2 separate regions of the Mus musculus genome follow, and region 1 is linked to region 2. Evidence: chromatin contacts called from public HiChIP or PLAC-seq data. All regions are on one chromosome and are shown on one strand. The core of a region is the stretch at or near the end of the contact, and the rest is flanking DNA. Distances in the headings are between cores, read along the strand shown. Region 1 has its middle 6.4 kb from the start of Mir6385. Region 2 overlaps Ppcdc (phosphopantothenoylcysteine decarboxylase).

The links. HiChIP or PLAC-seq counts read pairs in DNA pulled down with a chosen protein or histone mark.
Region 1: a FOXA1 HiChIP or PLAC-seq map of pancreatic cancer cells shows a contact between it and region 2. The contact joins two enhancer-like sites. A contact is called at or near these places in 2 of 39 promoter capture datasets (erythroid cells and pre-B cells) and 1 of 115 datasets of contacts at active chromatin or transcription factors (pancreatic cancer cells).

What each region holds. Positions count from the first base shown.
Region 1 is chr9:58,213,375-58,216,074 of GRCm38.p6, forward strand. No RefSeq gene overlaps it. Among named protein-coding and RNA genes, the nearest start is that of Mir6385, 6.4 kb to the right of the region's middle. Within about 2 kb of position 1,322, at least 73 of the 459 cell types and tissues checked have an H3K27ac peak or open chromatin away from gene starts, as enhancers often do. A contact at or near this core is called in pancreatic cancer cells, where this site is marked.
Region 2 is chr9:57,426,706-57,429,405 of GRCm38.p6, forward strand. The region is part of intron 3 of Ppcdc (phosphopantothenoylcysteine decarboxylase); the gene reads right to left. Among named protein-coding and RNA genes, the nearest start is that of Ppcdc, 12 kb to the right of the region's middle. Within about 2 kb of position 1,411, at least 111 of the 459 cell types and tissues checked have an H3K27ac peak or open chromatin away from gene starts, as enhancers often do. A contact at or near this core is called in pancreatic cancer cells, where this site is marked.

The DNA.
Region 1 (2,700 bases), core at 72-2,571, 790 kb after region 2:
TTCTTAAGGTCCCCACTTCCCCCCTCCAGAGTTCAGGGGCATCAGAACTGGAGCCATGACCACATCTACCAGGAAAACCAGCTAAACTCTCCCACTGGAGATCTAGAGGGGTCTCCAGCGTTGGACCTCACAGAGGAGCACTCCGGTCAGGCTGCTGCCTGGGAGAACGATATGTGATATGAAGGAAAGGCTTCCTGGATGAGAACGGGTGTGTTACAGACCAGCCCAGTTCTGCAGCCAGGCAAGGTCAGTCCCAGTGGTTTTACCCTGGGGTCGGCTAAGCATGGCCCACCATTAGGGAAGATTAGGGCTTCATAGGTTGAAAGCCCTGCTGAACTCCTGTGAAGCTTTGGGAAAAAAACCTCTCTCCCTTTTTGGACTCAGTTTCCCCTCCTGTGCTAAGTATTCCTCCTATCTTTTCACCTGAACAGATAAAGTCACTCTTTCCTCATGTCAGTCCCGAAAAAATCCAAGCTGAGGAGAGTCCCTCAGCCTAGTCCCTTCCCCAAGAGACAACCCGCCCCCAGGCACTACCCATTTTCAAACTCCCCAAATAAGCTTTGCTGGAAAGACAGCAAAGGGCTGGAAGCTCCTGTGTAGCCATCGTGTGAGCTCTCGTGCCTCATCTCCCTCCCTCCTTATCTCCAGACCCAGCTGCAAACTTGATGTATTTATTTGCTCTGATGTGTGTAAGGGGGTGGGGCTCTATCCAACCCACAAGTCTGCAGCACTGTGAGAAAGTGACCTTCCTGCAGATGTCTGTCTACCAGCCAGGCGGGGGCCAGAGGGAGGGGGGGGGCTGCTATAAATCCCTCCAGCCTGCCACCAAGGTGGTGACCCCATTAAGGCAAAGGACATTGTCGAGGAAGCTTGGGAAGGTGGGACAGAACCTAAATTCTGAATGGAATCCAGCAAGAGGGGACAATAAGGAGAGAAGTGGGGGATGAGAGAGTGGAGGGTATTGGGGGACTAAAGCCTGTTCTGGGGGGGCGGTCAGCACACAGGCTTCTCTATTGAGAAGTGGATTCTCATTGTGTTCTTTAGCTGATTGCTAAAGGTTAGTATTTGCTTAATTCTTAGGAATTATATAATATTTATTATCATCCTTAATTTGCATATGAGTGCAGTTTTAGATAATCAGGCAAACAACGCTTTTTCCCCCCTGGTCTTACTGGCTGGCTCTTCGGAAATTTTCTGCGGTGAGCTAGCTGGTTTTTGCAATCAATCTGGCTATCAAGTTGAGGATATTTATAATATGTATGAATCGCATTGCCCTCTGGTCCAGGACAGAATTCCTTTGAGCTGAGTTTAAGGAAGTTCCCTGAGCCAAGACTGAAGGAATTTTTTCCCCTCACTTGACAACAAACATGTTTTATGGTTAGATAGGGACTTTCAAACTTCCTGGGTTTGTGTGTGTGTGTGTGTGTGTGTATGATGGGAAGAGTGAGTGGAAATTCTAGATCCTTCTCTCCACAGGCATCTTTTTCATTTAAGCCCAGTGGATCTGGAGCTGACATCTGGGTTCAGAGACAAATGCTAATGACGGTCCTGCCTACCATTCTCTAGTCCTAGCCTCAGGCTTGGCCCTCCTTGTACTAGGCCTCCGATACTCTAAGGGGCGTGTCCTCACAGATCTCACCCATATCTTCTGTCATTGCTCTCCACATATACCCATCCCTACAGCACTCCATGACCAGCTCCGACTTGCACTGTAACTGGAGATGGGGTCTCTCCAGAAACTGTACATCCTCAGCAAAGGCAGCACCCCCACCCCCCAGGAGAGGGAAACTGATCCCTGGCAGGCAGCTGACAACCTTACAGAAATCATGCCTCTGAGTTCTCACTGTCCAAGCAGCTGTGGATGAAAGAAAACACTCTTTTTAGAGGTCGCAAATCGAAAAAGTACCAGAGAAGGCCTGTCATAACTGGTATTAGCACATAAGTTGGAGGAATGTGAAAATAGGACAAAATTACCTTAAAAGATTCCTTAGGGGGTGGCAGTAATATGACAAAAAGAGGTAGAGAGACACTGCCCTAAAATTTAAAAAGAAATTAGGATAAGCTTGAGCAGTAGTGGTACCAGGCTGAGGGAGACGGGAGCTTCAGGGGCCTTCATTTCCCATCACCCAAGACTGGGCAATCAGGATGACACTGAAAGGAGACAGGAAACTTCCGCCCAAGTTCAAGGCCAGACACCTGGTGCAGTGGCCTAGGCATGGGCTCCCTCTGGGGTCAATTCTACTTCTGCCTGCATAGGCAAGAGAGCTGACCTCCTGCAAGATATTGGCTTTGCTGGTCCCTGTGTTCACTGATAGGAAGAAGGCAACCAAGGTGTAAGGAAACGGTGTAGCTGAGAGGAGGGGTTGCAGCTACTTGACATTGGTGGCTAAGTCCTAGTATGACAGCTGGGAGACTGAACCAAGAACACACCTGATGTCCTGGGCTCTTGCCCTTAGAACTGTGCATGGCTCAGTCGTTCCCATGATTGGTGGACTTGGCCCCCCTGGGGAGCTGCAGCAGAGGGCCTTCGAGATGCTTCTAAAAGATGGTTCCAGAAAGGGATAGAGCATGCCTTGGGGTGCCACGTGAGCAGTTCCTCAGTAGCTTCGGGGATTCCTCCATTACTAAAGCCATGCCTGGAGACCAGTGAATGGTGGCTCAGATTTCCCCTGGGTTCATGACCTGTGCTCCAGATGTGAC
Region 2 (2,700 bases), core at 161-2,660:
GGGGATCGACAAAGGGCTTTGAGCATGTACTCTACCAACTGAGCTGCATCCCAACAGGAACAGCCTTTTTCTAATAGGATCTTTCACTGGTTACAAACAGCCTGACAAACATCTCCAGGGGTCTAGGAAGATATCCATTAAAGATCTCCTCTAGGGCTAGGAGATTCAGCTAAGAGATCGAGTGCTTACCTAACACCTAAAGCCAAAATTACAGTCTCAAGTCTAAGTTATGGCTTAAGGGCTGAAGAGATGGCTTGCTGCTGTGCCAGAGCACCCAGGTTCAGCTTCCAAGCATCCACACGGCAGTTCACAACTGGTCTGTAACTCCAGCTCTATGGGATCTGATGCTCTTCTCTAGCTTCTGAAGTCATATGCACACATATGAATAAAATTGGTCCTACCAGCTGGGCGTGGTGGTGCACGCCTTTAATCCCAGCACTTGGGAGGCAGAGGCAGGCGGATTTCTGAGTTCAAGGCCAGCCTGGTCTACAGAGTGAGTTCCAGGACAGCCAGGGCTGCACAGAGAAACCCTGTCTCAAAAAAAAAAAAAAAAAAAAAAAAAAAAAAAAAAAAAAACCACCACCAACAACAAAATTGGTCCTACCATGCCTGATCCCAGTGAGCCCTACAGAACTCACGTTTCTTTTCTTCTCTTTTCTTTTTTTAATAAGGCATTCTGACTATGCAGTCCTGGCTGACCTGGAAATCACAGAGATTCACCTGCCTCTGTCTCATGAGTGTGGAGAATAAAGGCACACGCCACCTGCTTTGTGGTTGTTAAGACAAGGTTTCATGCAGCCCAGACTTAACACACTGCAGTAAGGGATTTTCGCCCTCCGTTTCTAAGAACTTCCCAGTCATCTGTGAACACTGGGTCTATACTTTCTCCGCTGTAAGCCTCCTTGGAAAGCTACTCTCTGAAGATCAAAGGACTCCACTCTAATCTCAAAAGCCTCTGCCAGCTGTAAGGAAAGACTCTACCTAGGGCTAGCTCGGAATCATCCCAAATTGGTACTGTTCTTGCTTAGGGGGTCCTGGCTTCCTCTGGCGCCTCACTTGCTTTCCTCTCCAAACATCCTTCAATACCCCAGTGCCTTCACGTTGCCTTTCCACAAACATGCCACCTCCAGAGGATCTCCTGGTCAGCCTGGATCCACAGATGACCTGGATCATCCTTTAGGGCTCCTACCCTAAGCAACAACTCTACTTGAGATCTTTCCTTCAAGATTTTTGCACTACTTCTTAGCCAGTCCACACTCTGGCTACCCTCCCAAGGTATACAGCCTCGCTGCTAGGGAACCTCCTGGGGGGAATGTATTCACCTAAGGAGTAATGTGGCGTATATCTGATAGGCAGGGCTTCCCTATGCCCTTCCCCACCCCCAGTGCTAACAGGCAAGCCCAGGCTAGTTTCTCTGGTTTTAAAGAGATGCCATTTGATCTGACTCATCAGCCCTGTCGGGTTTGTTCTTTCACCTTCATTCACTTAGCAAAAAGGTCCTGAGTGCCAAGGGTTGGGGGGGTCCTGGATCAGCACATGCACACATGCACACACACGTGCACACTTGTGCATGTACACACACACACACACACACACACACCACACCACACTATATACTATTCATTCATTCATTCACATCAGGCAATAAATGCTAAGGCGTTCTGGCAGGGCAGAAAACGTCCTGAAGGCAGAACCCCCCCCCCCCCATGCTTTCTCTGAAATCCTGTGGGTCCTGGTGGAATAGAGCTGTGCATTAAATCTCCCCCACACTGCATAACTCCCGAGAGTCAGCTCTGTGCTTGGTCCCCTACCGAGATCCCTCTGAAGATTAGGTTTTGTATCAAGTATTTTTAACTGGTACTTCTTTGTGCGATGTGACTGAAGCCTGGCCAGACATGATTGCATAAGCTGTCTGCATTGTGTCTAGCATTTATAGAGATTCCTTCCTGAAACCAGTTCACGAGGCTGGTTTCCTTTTCTCTGCTGAATCTGGAATCTGGGTCTCTGGAAAGATGGGGGAGGGAGAGGGCAATGGAAACAGAATTCTCAGTGATGCCTCTACTTTAGGGCCCTAGTCTGGTCCAGGCTATGGCAGAGAACAAAGAAACCTATGTAGATATACTTCACAGTCATAGTGTGAGACAATCCCATGGCCTCCATCCCTGCTCTCTACTAGTAACCAAGACTTGTCTCTGCACATTGTTCAGGGGTCCCTAGAGACATGGCTGCTCTAGTAGAGAACCATGAACTCAAAACATTAACCAGTAAGAACTCATGGTAATAATGGAACCAGCTCTGTGCACTGTTTTGAAGTCTCCGCACAGGCAGAGAGGGGAGTCTCTCGCCTGCATGTGATAACGTTCCCACAGGAGCAAAGGACTTGAAAGAGGAAATACCCCCTGCATCAGTTACTTAATCTATGGCTGTGATAGACCACTATGACCAAAGCTACTTAGAGAAGGAAGGGTTTATTGGGGCTGCTGGTTCCTCCAGCTGGTAAGAGTCCCTCATCATTACTATAGAGGAGCAGCCAGCAGGCATAGCAGCAGGAGGAACAAACTGAGAGCTCACATCTTAAATCACAAGCAAGAACCAGAGGTAACAAATGGAGAATGAGAGGGATCTTTGAATTCTCAAAGCCTGCCCCAGTGACATATTTCCTCCAGCAAGACCACACCTCCTAAATTGCCCAAACAGCAC